Linked DNA regions of Sus scrofa: regions 1 and 3 are each linked to region 2. A link is a contact called in public Hi-C and HiChIP or PLAC-seq data. All regions are on one chromosome and are shown on one strand. The core of a region is the stretch at or near the end of the contact, and the rest is flanking DNA. Distances in the headings are between cores, read along the strand shown.

Region 1 (4,308 bases), core at 1,295-3,794, 180 kb after region 2:
AGAGGTACAGGCCACTCTCTTCTGCAGGGCTGGGACGGGATCAGAGGGCCAGTTAATACTCCCTGATGGGAAAAGGTTGGAGAGGTCTGGGAGGGGCCTGCAGGACTGGCCAGGGACTTATGGGCCACCAGCTCCCCACACCAGGCCCAAAGAAAGAGGGAGACAAAAGCCATTTTTTGCAACCCACATTCGCAGGGAGCAAATCTCAACGGTCTCCTCTATAATCCCCTAGAGATTATGTCCATCCCGAGAGGAGGGGAGGCAAAGCAGCCTAAGACAGCACTAGGCCTCGCTGGGGTCACTTTGCCAGGCAGGGGTAGTTTAAAGTTGAATAGCAAGGCCAGAGCTGCCCCCAGCCCCGCCTCCTCCTTGCCCCAGCCACCCCCTTCATCGCACTAGTCAGTTTCCACACACTCTCCCCAGTGCACAGGGTATAAGGCCTAGTGAAGGATCTGGGGTTCCCTGAGTCTCCCAGAGACTGCTCTGGGTGTCCGGATGGGCAAGAACAACCTTAAAGTCCAAACTGGCAATAAGTCTGACCTGGCAGTGGCACCCTACCCCCGCTCCCAAGTTGTTCCATTCCCAAGGCCCACAAGGAACCCTGAAGGAGAAGCAGCTGACTGGGATTGGTGCTGGCATCAGGGCTTGGGTCCTAGTTTAGTAGAGCTCCCCCCAACACAAAAATAAACAGGCAGAGAGGCTTTCTGGCCAGGTTCCCAAACTCCCGTGGTTCCCCAAACCCCCAGTCTTTAAAGAGGCACACCCCAAGACACCAGGCCTCCGTTCTGCCCTGGCGACTGGCTCAGGTTCCCTTGACAGACCCTGCCAAAGGAACCCTCCTCAGCTCTGGCACCCCTTTCTCCAACCTACAGGCCAGCTCCGGCCAAGATAGTCCATCTGGCTATGCCCCCAGTCCAACCCATTCTGGGCCCTGGCCGGGCGGACTTCACTCACCTCTTCACAGGGCGATCCAGAAATCCTCATCCGAGAACATGGCCAGAGCCCGGGCCGCTCCCCGACCTCCAACCGCCAGAGCGATCACAGCCGCCCCCCGCACGGGGGGGCTTAGGGGGGCCAAGAACGGTAAATCCAGGTCGGAGTGGCCACCCTTCCCCCCCCAAAAAAAGCAAGAAGCCAAAGAGGGGTTCTCTGCCTCGGGTTCCAGCAGTTTAGGTTTCCATGGACAGCCCCAGGGCGGTGAATCCCGAGCGGACACAAAGAGAGCACCGGTGGCTTTGATCTTGGGCGAGCAGGCTCCGCATCCGCGTCGCCCGGCGGCCTTTCAGTCCTAGGGCCGGGCCAGCGCCCCGGCCGCCCGCGCCGGGCTCGGGCGGAACGTCGAGGCTCTCCAGATGGAACGTCGAGGCGCCTCCCCAGCAGCCCGGAAGGAATGCCGCGCCGGCCCGCGCCGGGCCCGGATGGAACGTGAGACCCTCGCAGGAGCGCCGAGCCCCTCTCTCCGCTCGGGCCGGCGCCCCGGGGCCGCGCGAGCTACGGCGACGCGGAGCCGGCGGGGCCGCGGGGCTGAACCTGACACACACCCAGCGCCGGGCTCCTCGACCCCGAACGCTCGCCCTCGGCGGCTTCGAGCACCCCACCTTCTTCTCCCCCCCGGGAAGGGAGGAGGGTAGGTGGGCGAGGAAGAGGAAGGGGCGGGCGGTGCGAGCCCTCTGCCCGCTCCCCTCCGGCCGCTCCAGGCCCTGCGCTCGCCTCCCTTTCCCTCTGGCCTCGGGAGCTGCCCCGCCCCCGGCCTGGCCGGCTCTGATCGGCGGCACCCCCTCGACCCCCGGCTGGCTGTGATCGCGGGGGGCCTAGAGGTGCATGGCCCAACCCCGGCTCCCGGCGCCGGGGGGTCAGGAAACTGAGCGGAAAGTGGGGAACGAGGCAGCCATTTGCAACCGGAGAGGAAAGTAGTGCAGCGCGGCGCCGCTCCGCCTCCCCCCCTCCGCCTCCTGTTCGGCCGGTAGGGTGGTTCCTGCGAAGGGGCTATTTCCTGGCCCGAGATCCCGGCAGCGGTCGTGGAGATTCAGGAAGCCTCCGGCGCGAGATCCTGGGGGCCCTTTTGCCTGGGGAACCCCACTTGAGAAGGGGGAGAAAGGAGAAGACGCGGCCCTATTTTGTGTTGGAGCGGAGCGGCGGAGGGATCCAGCCCTCTCGGAGGAAAGGCTGTGACTCTGCAGTTCTACGCACACGCTGAGGGATCCCTCCGCCAATGGTTAACCCCGACCGCGCCGGGCCGGCCGCTGTGCAGACACGTGGGAATGAAGCCCCCCTCCTCTTCGCCCCGGCCCTGGAACTGCCTCTTTTACCGCCCGGCTAGTGAAACTAGGGCTCTGGCCACTTTCTAATTCCGTTTTCCCGGAGTTTTCGGCCCCTGAGACTCCAACTGCCCCTTGCCTCGGCCAGGGGCAATCTTCCCCGGGAGGGGGATGGAAGAAGAGCCAGGAGATTGGCCGCTGCTCTGCATCCTGGGAACTGGAGTCCGCAAATGGAGAAAGTGAGGCACGGCGCCTGGCGCTGCAAAGGGTGGGTTCCTGCCACGTTCGGGGGCCCAAAGGAAAGCGGATCGAGTGCCTGGTCGTTCCTTCTGGCTCTCAAACCCTCTCGAGAGGAAAGAGGACTGTTAGTGCCCCCACAATCACCTCCCCCATCAAAACATAAATGTAGAGTTTCCCGGGTGCTCCTACTCGCACCTCTAGTCTTTCTCTCCGGATCTTCAGGGCCTATGTCCCCTTTTTTAGTAAACAGAGGAGATGTAACTTGGAGCCTTGCTGCTACCTGGCCAGAATACTGTTACTCTAGACAAGATCCCAAAACACTCAACTTGCAGGCACCCCTCCCCCATTAGTCTGGATGAAAAGGGGTTGGAATAACTTCTCTGCATTAGCTGTAACCACGGCATGGATAAGAGGAGACAAATTAACAATGTGCTAGATACTTTATATCTTCTCATTCTTCACCCTCGTTATGAATTACGTGGAACTATGGCTGTATGAAGAGACTGAGGCTAAAATAGGTAAAATTGCCCAACGAATCACATCTAGTGAGAAGTTGAGCCATGCATGATTCAAATCAATGTTTTTCCTGGGGTGAGTGTGTGTTAAAATGTGGAGAAAAGCAGGCAGATCAAGTGCAGGGCTGGTTTTGTGGGAAAGGGTTTGCAGTGGTATCCAATAGAACTTTCTGCATTGATAGAAATGCACTATATCTACACTATTAATATGGCTTAGCCACATGTAGTTATTGGGCACTTTGAAATGTAGGTGGTGCAACTAAGGAACTTTTCATTTGTTTAATTTTAAAACTAAATTGAATAGGCATATGTGACTTGTGGCTTCCATATTGGGCAGTGCAGGAGACCTACATCCCTAGACCAGAGTTATAGGAGGGATCAGGACAAGGCGTGTCCTGTCCTAGTCACACACTGACATGTGCCCTGCACTTAGCCAAAAAGTCCAGCAGAGACCCCACACCTATCCCAAATATAGTGGAATAGGTTCACCAAGAGACAGAAATTTGAAAATATAATGCCTCTCCCTACTGTCTTCATCCAGAGGCAGGCAGGCAGGCCAGACCCTCACCAAAAAGACGTCCAATAACATGACAGCAAACATTTCTTACGGGTTTATTATATATAAGGAACTATGCCTAGGCATTTCATATGTCATTTCAGTTTCATTTTCACCTCAATCCTGTGAGAAAGCTTTAACTACACTTCAGAAAGGAGAAACAGAGAGGTTCAGAGGCTCAGAGAGGTTAAGTGTCTGGCCAAGGTCACAGAGCTAAGTGGAAGAGTAACTGTTTCAAGCCAACCATTAACCACTGTCCTTTACTACTAATCAGGCCTTGAGATTGTTTGATACACTTCTAGAAAACCTCAGATATGTGTTATTCTATCTCAGACCTTATGGAAATAACAGCAGAAGTGTAGGTACCCATAATGAGAATTCCAGGTCACATGTGCAAAAGGACGTCATTTTAGTGTAAGGAGAGAGGGTGATGACAACCTGACAACCATAAAGAGAATCCTAAACCTCTGAGACATTGCTCTTTGGAATATGCTCCTTCCAGCAGCCCTTATTTCTTTTTAGATTCCGGATGAGAGCTCCAAAAGCAGCTGGCAGGACTTCTGAAAACCAGCGTGACATACCATCACCCCCAACTGTAAGACTAGCTGGCTGGTCTGGAGCCAGGCAATAACAAGGTCACAGCTAAAAACCCCACCTACATTTTGTCCATTTTCCCCAACTAAGTGCATTGACAGAGTACCTCAAGTTCTTCAAGTTGCCAGGAAAGGTATGCCCTTCC
Region 2 (4,489 bases), core at 1,489-3,988:
CGCAAAGGGAACTCCTCAATAAAATTTTTTAAAAAACGAACTTATTTTATGTCCAAATGGTTCAGATGAAATATCAGTTCCCTAAACTTTAGCTTACAATTCCCATGTGATCCCTGCCATATATCTTTAAGAAGGTAGAGTAGGTAAAGAAAAGAAAAATTAACAAGTAGCACTTTCAAAAGGTGAGACAACCCATTTTACCCCAAAATTGCCTAAGGGGAGTTCCTATTGTGTCTCAGTGGGTTAAGAACCCAACATTGTCTCTGTGAGGATGTGGGTTTGAGCGCTGGCTTTGTTCAGTGGGTTAAGGATCTGGCATTGCTGCAAGCTGTGACAAAGGTCGCAGATGTGGCTTGGATCCAGTGTTGCTGTGGCTGTAGCACAGGCCTGCAGCTGCAGCTCTGATTTGACTTCGGGCCTGGGAACTTCCATATGCTGCAGGTGTAGCTGTAAAAAGGAAAAAAAAAAAAAGTAGACTTGTGCGGCTCAGGGGCAGTGAGGCAGTAACTTGGGGGAAGAACGATTCAAGATAAGTTCAGGGAGGTAGGCAGGAGTCAGATCCTGGAAGTGTGTTCTGGGCCAGAATAAGGGAACTTGGATTTTAATCTTACTGCAGTGGGAAACTTAGAAAGTTGTCAAACAGGAGGTGGTATGAACTTATTTTTCATTTTGATTACTTTGAATACTTTCACCACTACTTTGGTGCCTTACGAGAAAATATACAGTAGAGAGGCATGCGAAGACACAGAACAACTGAGAATGTTATTATAGTAGCACAGACAGGAGATGACAGCAGCTTGTTCTAGAAAAGTGGCAATGGAAATGAAAAGAAGGAGACTGCTTCAGGGCATATTTTGAAGGCAGAGCTGACAGGACTTACTGATGAAGCGAGGACACAAAAAGAGAGCTCCTAAATATGTGGTTTGACTAACATAAGTGGTTTGCGGTGCCATTAGTGACCAGAGCAGACTGGGGGGAAAAAAAAGATTTAGGAAGAAGTCAAAAGTTTCATTTTGACCATGTTGACTGTAAGATGTCAGTAAGAAAACCAAGTGGAGATTCCAGGAAAGCAGGTGAAAATGCAGTTCTGGAACTCAGGAGGCAGTGTGGAGACAATGATTTGAGTTATCAATACATAGATGGCGTTTAAAACCATTGGACGCTAAATAACATGACCTAAGTAAGCATTCTAGTTATAGAAGAGGACCCAGAATCAAGCTCTGGAACACTACATTTAGAGGCCAGGCACAGGAGGAGCCAGAGGAAAAAAACTGTTAAGAAACAACAACTAATAGGAGTTTCCGTCGTGGCGCAGTGGTTAACGAATCCGACTAGGAACCATGAGGTTGCGGGTTTGATTCCTGGCCTTGCCCAGTGGGTTAAGGATCCAGCGCTGCCGTGAGCTGTGGTGTAGGTCACAGATGTGGCTCGGATCCCGTGTTGCTGTGGCTGTGGTGTAGGTGGGCAGCTACAGCTCCGATTAGATCCCTAGCCTGGGAACCTCCATATGCTGCAGGAGCAGCCCTAGAAAAGGCAAAAAGACAAAAAAAAATAAGAATTAAAATTTAAAAAAACAGAAACAACAACTAATGAGAAAAAGAAAAATTAGTAAAGTATGGCGTCACAGAAGCCAAAAGTGTGTTTCAGTGAGGGAGTGGTTATCTGCATCAAGTGGAGAAAGACTAAGAGATGAAGGAGTGACCCTTACATTTAGAAAAGCAGAGATGGTTGGTGACCTTTGACAAGAGCTGTTTCGGTGGCATGGAGGGAGTAGAAGCCTGAGTGGAGTGAGTTTAGAAGAGTTAGAAGTGAGAATAAGAAGACAAGAAACGCAGGCAAGTTTTATTACAGGTACCGCTAACCTCCAGATCTTTGAGTTCCTCTACTCTTGCAGGGCAGGGGCAGAGTCTTTTTTTTCCCAGTCAATGAAGTGTGTACTTACCAAACATCCACTATATGCCAGGCACCGTGCTAGGCACTGTGTGAGTTACGAAAGGAAATCAGGAAGATCCTGTCCACGAGAAGCTTACAGAACAACAGAAGGTATGAGCCACATACCAAGATGAAGGCTCAGATGAATTATTACAGGAGTTCAAAGAAGTTTCCTTTCATTTGTAAGTGGGAAATTTGGAAAGATCTCTAGAGGAAGTGGCTCGAGCATTTAAATATAGGTAGAATTTGAAGATGTGTAATTGAAGGTGCCGGAAAGAAGCCCTTCCCGGCAAAAGAAATAACACAGGAGGCGCAGAGGCGGGAAAGCATGACTGGTTCTGGGAGAAAAGCCAGAGTTCCAATTTGGTTGGAGCAAGGGCTACTCGAAACATGAAGGAATAAGGTCGGGCTGGGGGTACCACAGGGTTGTGCCCACCGGCAAAGGTCCGGGCGTAACCACGTCCAGGAAGCTGCCCTGTGCCCCCAGGAACCAACACTCCCCCTGGGGCCCGCGCCCCTCCGCTCCCCCTCGGCAGAGCTTTCCAACCTCATGCCCCTTCCCTGAGGCGTTCTTCCCCGCCTCGCCCCGGAGGCAGGGGCCACTGCCGTGCCCTCACCCTCGCCCTCTGTGCAAGCTCGTGGGAATCGCTTCCACCGCCCGAGACTTACCACTCTTCAGTTCGAACCGCCCAACGCGGCCTCAACGTCGCCGAACAGCCGCCATCTTTCCCGTTTCCTGGTCGCCAGGCTGCTCGCCCGGCCGCGCGGCAAGCTGGGAAGACGAGTTCCTGGTGCTGGGGTGCGCCGGCTGACAACGAGGCCAGAGAACTACCAATCCCAGAGTGCACGGCGCGAGAGCCGGCCCTGGACCACCGGGGCCTCTGGGCAATGTGGTTCTCGAAACACTTGAGTCTGCGGGAGGAAGGGAGGAAGAGTTTTTCCTGGGTCGGCTCTCCTCAGAAAATTGTTCTCTCCGTGGGCGCAGTCCTATTAGAATAGGCTGGCTTTCCTAGCAGCTGCCTTTAAGGATTATCATGGCTTGTGGCTTACAACGGAGGAACTTAAGGCCTTCCTTAGATATCAATAGCACGTAATTGTAGTAGCAACTATAGTAACAACATCAAATACTTTACTGTTTGTGGGAAAGCATTTTTACCAAAAATCTGTGAGATAGGTGACTACCCCCATTTTACAGGTAGACAAACCAAAAGTTAAGTTACAGGAGCAGGCTACTATTTCCAGGGAGGGAGGGACAGTTCATTGTGGAAGACTGTCCCAGGTGTAGGAGGACATTTTAGTGATCCTAGCCCCGTGGTAACGCCCTAGTTATTATGACAACTCAAAGTGAGCCCACACAGGGGTTACAAAGACCGCCTGGAAGGATGGTAGCTCTGGGACTGTGGCACCTGGTTTTCTCAACATTGCAGATAGGACCTGCCTTCCTCACTTTCTTGCTCTTTGGAATCTGGCCAGTTTTTGATCCTTAACCCACTGAGAGAGGCCAGGGATCCAACCCACATCCTCACAGACACTTTGGTTTTTAACCTGCCGCGCCACAATGGGAACTCCCGTAATTTTTCTTCTTTCTTCTTCCTCCTTCCCTATCTTCAGCCCTCCAATGAGGTGTTTTGAGGTTTTTTTGTTTTGTTTTTACCCCAAATTGTACTTTCACTTTGTTTCTCTGTAATCTTATGCTTCATAGTTCAGCCCCTTCTCCCCGCCAACAAAAACAAAAATCTTTCCAACTTCTAGAAAAGTTTAGATAGACACCAGGAAGTAACTAATGCTGCCTCCTTCCTTCCTTTTTCCCCTCATTAGCTTTTTGGTTTCAATCCCACATGGCTCTAGGTCTTTTTTTGTGTATTTTTGTTATTGTTCTTTGTCTGTTTGTTTTGATTTTGGCCGCACTCAGGGCATGTGGAAGTTCCCAGGCCAGGGGTGGAACTAGCACCACAGCTGCAACCTGAGTCATAGCTGCAGTAACGCAGGATCTTCAATCTTCTCTGCCACAGGGGAACTTCTCACATCTAGTTTTTCTCTCCGAATATGTGTTCAGTTCTACTGAAGCAAAGCTTTGGGGTAGGCCCAAGTAATCCTCACACACAAGGTCCCAAAGTAATCCTGGGAGAGGCACGCTTCTGCTCTTAGAGCTCTGTAGCCTTAGAGCTGCTCACTTGCACCCCAGAGAGACAACTGAGGGAAAAGGTGTCTGAGATCTGCTAGGTGTAATTCACCCAGTGAACACTGGAGGGCTCTCCACCTACAGAATGGAACTAACAATCAGACCAAAGGTGTAGACTGGAATCTTTAAGCACTGCAGCTCCTAGTTACTGAGACTCTCTTAAGTGCCCACCTCTGTGTTGGACGCATAACTTACGTTATTCATTTTACTTCTTCTCATAAACAGTATGAGATGGGCTTTACCTCCCTTTTACCGATAAGCAGATTGTGACCCAGAAAGATTAATTACGCCTTCCAAAACCACATCGTTTAACAGAGCCAGAAGTTCCCTTGTGGTGCAGCAAGTTAAGGATCCCATGGATTAAGGATCTGGGGT
Region 3 (4,324 bases), core at 1,778-4,277, 240 kb after region 2:
GCCATGTCCTCACGGGCCTCAGAAAACTCTCCTTCCTCCATGCCCTCACCCACGTACCAGTGAACAAAGGCACGCTTGGCATACATCAGGTCAAACTTGTGGTCCAGGCGAGCCCAGGCCTCAGCGATGGCTGTGGTGTTGCTCAGCATGCACACTGCCCGCTGTACTTTGGCCAGGTCTCCACCAGGGACCACAGTGGGGGGCTGGTAATTAATGCCAACCTTGAAGCCAGTGGGGCACCAGTCCACAAACTGGATGCTGCGCTTGGTCTTGATGGTGGCAATGGCAGCATTGACGTCTTTGGGAACCACGTCACCACGGTACAACAGGCAGCAGGCCATGTATTTACCATGGCGAGGGTCACATTTCACCATCTGGTTGGCTGGCTCAAAGCAAGCATTAGTGATCTCTGCTACAGAAAGCTGTTCATGGTAGGCTTTCTCAGCAGAGATGACAGGGGCGTATGTGGCCAGAGGGAAATGGATGCGGGGGTAGGGCACCAGGTTGGTCTGGAATTCTGTCAGATCAACGTTCAGGGCCCCATCAAACCTCAGGGAAGCAGTGATGGAGGACACAATTTGGCTAATAAGGCGGTTCAGATTAGTGTAGGTTGGGCGTTCAATATCGAGGTTTCTACGACAGATGTCATAGATGGCCTCATTGTCTACCATGAAGGCACAATCAGAGTGCTCCAGGGTGGTGTGGGTGGTGAGGATGGAGTTGTAGGGCTCAACTACAGCTGTGGAAACCTGGGGGGCTGGGTAAATGGAGAACTCCAGCTTGGACTTCTTGCCATAATCGACAGAGAGACGTTCCATCAGCAGGGAGGTGAACCCAGAACCCGTTCCCCCGCCAAAGCTGTGGAAAACCAAGAAGCCCTGAAGACCTGTGCACTGGTCAGCCTGTTAGAAAAGAGGAATACGAGAAAGATACAGTTATTGCTTTCTGTGATACCTGAAATTACCCAGCATTTCTTTATTAAAAACACCTGCATTGATATTTATAAAGTGACATCAAATATTTCCTATTTTAATTGAATTTTTAAAAACCTAGAAAGGAAGAATTGTGTCACATTTCAATTCTGTGTTTGAAAGAAAAAAGAGCGTATTTCAAATGGCTCCCTTAGGTGCATTAATTTACTTTATCCTTGAGAATAAACGTACCAGTTTCCGAATTCGGTCCAAGACGAGGTCAATGATCTCCTTGCCAATGGTGTAGTGACCTCGGGCATAGTTATTGGCAGCATCTTCCTTGCCTGTGATGAGCTGCTCAGGGTGGAAGAGCTGGCGGTAGGTGCCAGTGCGAACTTCATCTGGAAAAGGAAAACAAAGCAGCCACCCCTCACTTACAACCTGCACAAGCCTGCTCCACCCCAGGGCTGCCGTGGAGCCCCCAAGACACACCTCCTGACCTAGACTCCCCTGCTCCGGGATCTCACTCGGGTGCCTGAGGTCAACTCACCAATGACTGTGGGTTCCAGGTCTACAAACACTGCCCTGGGCACATGCTTGCCAGCGCCTGTCTCACTGAAGAAGGTGTTGAAGGAGTCATCTCCTCCCCCAATGGTCTTGTCACTCGGCATCTGGCCATCGGGCTGGATGCCGTGTTCCAGGCAGTAGAGCTCCCAGCAGGCATTGCCGATCTGGACACCAGCTTGGCCAACGTGGATGGAGATGCACTCACGCTGTGAGAAAGTAGGGAAAAAAAAGATGAAACCAATTAGTGGTGAAAGAAGCAGAACAGATGCTTATGGATGGTTAATTTTACAAATTTCCTCTTTTGAAATGAATGAAAATGTATTTCTTTTAAATCTAGGGAAGAAGGTCTTTACTTTTGATCTATATTACTTTTGATTAATTTCCTTTTCTCCTCTAAATTGAGAAGGCATCTTTCCAGGCCAAGAAGAGCTTAGTCATCGCTTCCTCCTTTGAAGGATCAAGATAGGGAGAAGGCCATCATCTAGCCTTCAGGCCTCAGAATCCCATTTTAGAGGAGGTGGCCAGACTTCCGGACAGCTCCCAGCTCAGGAAGCACATGGCCAGAGCAGTGCAGAGGAAATGTCTGGCCACAGGGAGGAGGGGCGGAGCTCTGCGGCACAGCATGAATGAGCAATTCAGAGGGGGCGTGCGCGCGTGCGCGCCCCCGCTGCTCCCTGCAGCCTCTGAGCTGCGCAGCTGCAAAGGCTCGTGACAGCCACGTCTGCAGAGACGCAGCCATCGCCAACCGTCCTACGCTGCCCAGCATCTCCACATCCGTCACAACGCAGCAGGGGATTATCGGCGGCCCAGATCTGGACCAAGATCCGATTTCCGTTCCTTCAAAACCCCTCACCACCACCTGCTCCCACACACATTCCTAAGGCAGAAGAGGACAGATGGCTTTTAGATGCTCTTAAGAGCTAGTTGTCCTAATACACTGCCGTGGTGCCGCACAATGGTGAGGAACCCTTCTCCATATTGATTACTGCACTTTTTTAAGAGAACTCTGGGTAGCAGGAGACACGCCCTCCAACCCTAGACCTGCAGCGCCCCAGCACGCATGCGCACTCTGCAGTGGCGGGCTTTCCCACCGCTCCCTGGCGGGAAGGTAACGGTCGCGCCTGCGCTTTTGTGTCGAGCTCCTTCCCGCCTACGCTTTTAGCGCTGAGGAGGAAGTGAGGGCGGGGAGAGCCCGCGCGCGCGCCCGCCAGAGGTGGGGGGAAGGAGAGGGGGATGGGAACACGCGGGAAAAGACTGCAGGGTCTCGGGGCACCGCGCCCAGGAGTTAAAGGCTAAAGGAGAGCCCCAACCGCAGTGAAGGAGAGCCGGTGCCCTGCAATCCCCTTCCAGAGTCCTAGAAGAAAACAAGGTGGCCTCCCACTTCCGGGCCCCAGCGGTTCTCCAGTATCTACTCCCACCCTCGGCTCTCGCCCTGCTCTTCATCCTCCAAGTGGACAGCGCTGGCCCCAGCCCTCTCTAGCTAGAAGCCTTCGAGCTCCCCCGGTTCGTTCTTCCCCATCTTCCCGAGCGAGGTGGGCAGTCTACTCACCATGGTGGTTACCGGTCAGCAAGCGCAGGCAACAGGAGTAGACACCGAGTCCTGGTTACCGTCCCCGACAAGCTAAGAGTCGAGGTGAGTAACGCACTGAGGCGGAGGCTACGCGGGAGCCCCTTAAATAGCGGTCCGAGGAGGGGCGGGCGGGCGCAGGCGGCGCCATGGCCGCCGGCCCCTCCCCGGGCCCGGCGCACCCAGTCGGCGTCCGACTAGGCCTCCGCAGAGGCGGGCTCCTGGCCCCTAGCCACCTCCCCGCGCCGGCCTTGCGGGGCGGGGTCCGCCGCGCCTGCGGGCTTCGAGCTTGGGTGCTGCAGTCTTTGGCGCATGGCTGCCGGGGCCTGGGCGGGGGTGAGGGTGGGGGTGGGGCGCAGGTTCCGAATAGGCCGAGACGGGGATGGAGGCTCGATTGCCTTAATTTGGAAGAATCCTGATTTAAGAAGCACACAATTTTAAAGATGAAGCACCAGGAAATGCAGAAACTTCTGGTCTGGATAGCTCAGCTGATTATTTTCACGTTGTCATAATTTGTCAGTGAGTTTTGCCTTTTTCCCTTCTCAGTTCCTTTAAAGGCAGTTGCGAATGCATTTACCTGTTAATGTGGAGGAGCAAGGTTTAGAAAACAGCGTAGTTGTATTTGGATTACCGTCGTGACTTGTCCTTTGAACTAAAGGTTCTGAACATTGGAAGCAAATAGTATTTCAGTCATTCAAAAAGTACCTAAGCACTGAACATCTAAACTGTTAAAAGGGCAGAGTAGTCTCCATTTTTAGACCTAAACCAACCAACTTCATTGAACAGGGCCTTTTAGAAAGAAATATTTCAAGGCACATTTCAGATTTAGTAGCTGAATTGAAAATTGGGGAGGGAAGAAATTGTTTGATCCTGAAAGATGTTAGGAAGTAGAGATTCCTTGTGCTGTTTAGAGTTTTGTAAAACTTTTTTTAATTGAAACATAATTGACATATAATGTTGTTTTTCAGGTGTACAACATAGTATTTTACATTTATATACATTGTCAACCTCAAAAAATAAATCAGTTTTTTTTACCATCAAGATGGATTTATTTGGGAGTAGCAGAGAATTGCAATTGGGACAAGCAAGCTATGGGGAATCATAGACAAATCCAGAGAACAAAGGAGAGGGGATTTTATTAGATTTTAGAAAGAAATTGGGGAGGATTGTTTAAAGAAAAGTTCTTTGGAGAGTTCAAGAATGTGGCCATTTCTCATTGGCTGCAAGCAGTGGTTAGTGTTGTTGCTGGGGCAGGCAGTGATCTTCCTTACTTTTTTAA

What was found. Hi-C and Micro-C count contacts between places; a contact is called where the count stands out from the background. HiChIP or PLAC-seq counts read pairs in DNA pulled down with a chosen protein or histone mark.
Region 1: a contact with region 2 is called in a Hi-C map of skeletal muscle, with 5 times the contacts expected there. The contact joins the promoter of KMT2D here to the promoter of DDX23 in region 2. A contact is called at or near these places in 2 of 47 Hi-C or Micro-C datasets (liver and skeletal muscle).
Region 3: an H3K27ac HiChIP or PLAC-seq map of alveolar macrophages shows a contact between it and region 2. The contact joins the promoter of LOC100127131 here to the promoter of DDX23 in region 2. A contact is called at or near these places in 1 of 47 Hi-C or Micro-C datasets (heart right ventricle) and 1 of 2 datasets of contacts at active chromatin or transcription factors (alveolar macrophages).

Annotation. Positions count from the first base shown.
Region 1 is chr5:15,089,078-15,093,385 of Sscrofa11.1, forward strand. KMT2D (histone-lysine N-methyltransferase 2D) reads right to left here and starts at 2,545. Exons shown (of 56, transcript XM_021091593.1): 1 at 955-2,545.
Region 2 is chr5:14,907,003-14,911,491 of Sscrofa11.1, forward strand. It overlaps DDX23 (probable ATP-dependent RNA helicase DDX23), which reads right to left and starts at 2,739. Exons shown (of 17, transcript XM_021091587.1): 1 at 2,602-2,739.
Region 3 is chr5:15,150,489-15,154,812 of Sscrofa11.1, forward strand. LOC100127131 (tubulin alpha-1C chain) reads left to right here and starts at 3,028. Exons shown (of 6, transcript XM_013988248.2): 1 at 3,028-3,111. It overlaps TUBA1B (tubulin alpha 1b), which reads right to left and starts at 3,132. Exons shown (of 4, transcript NM_001044544.1): 1 at 3,028-3,132; 2 at 1,462-1,684; 3 at 1,164-1,312; 4 at 1-902. The coding sequence starts at 3,030.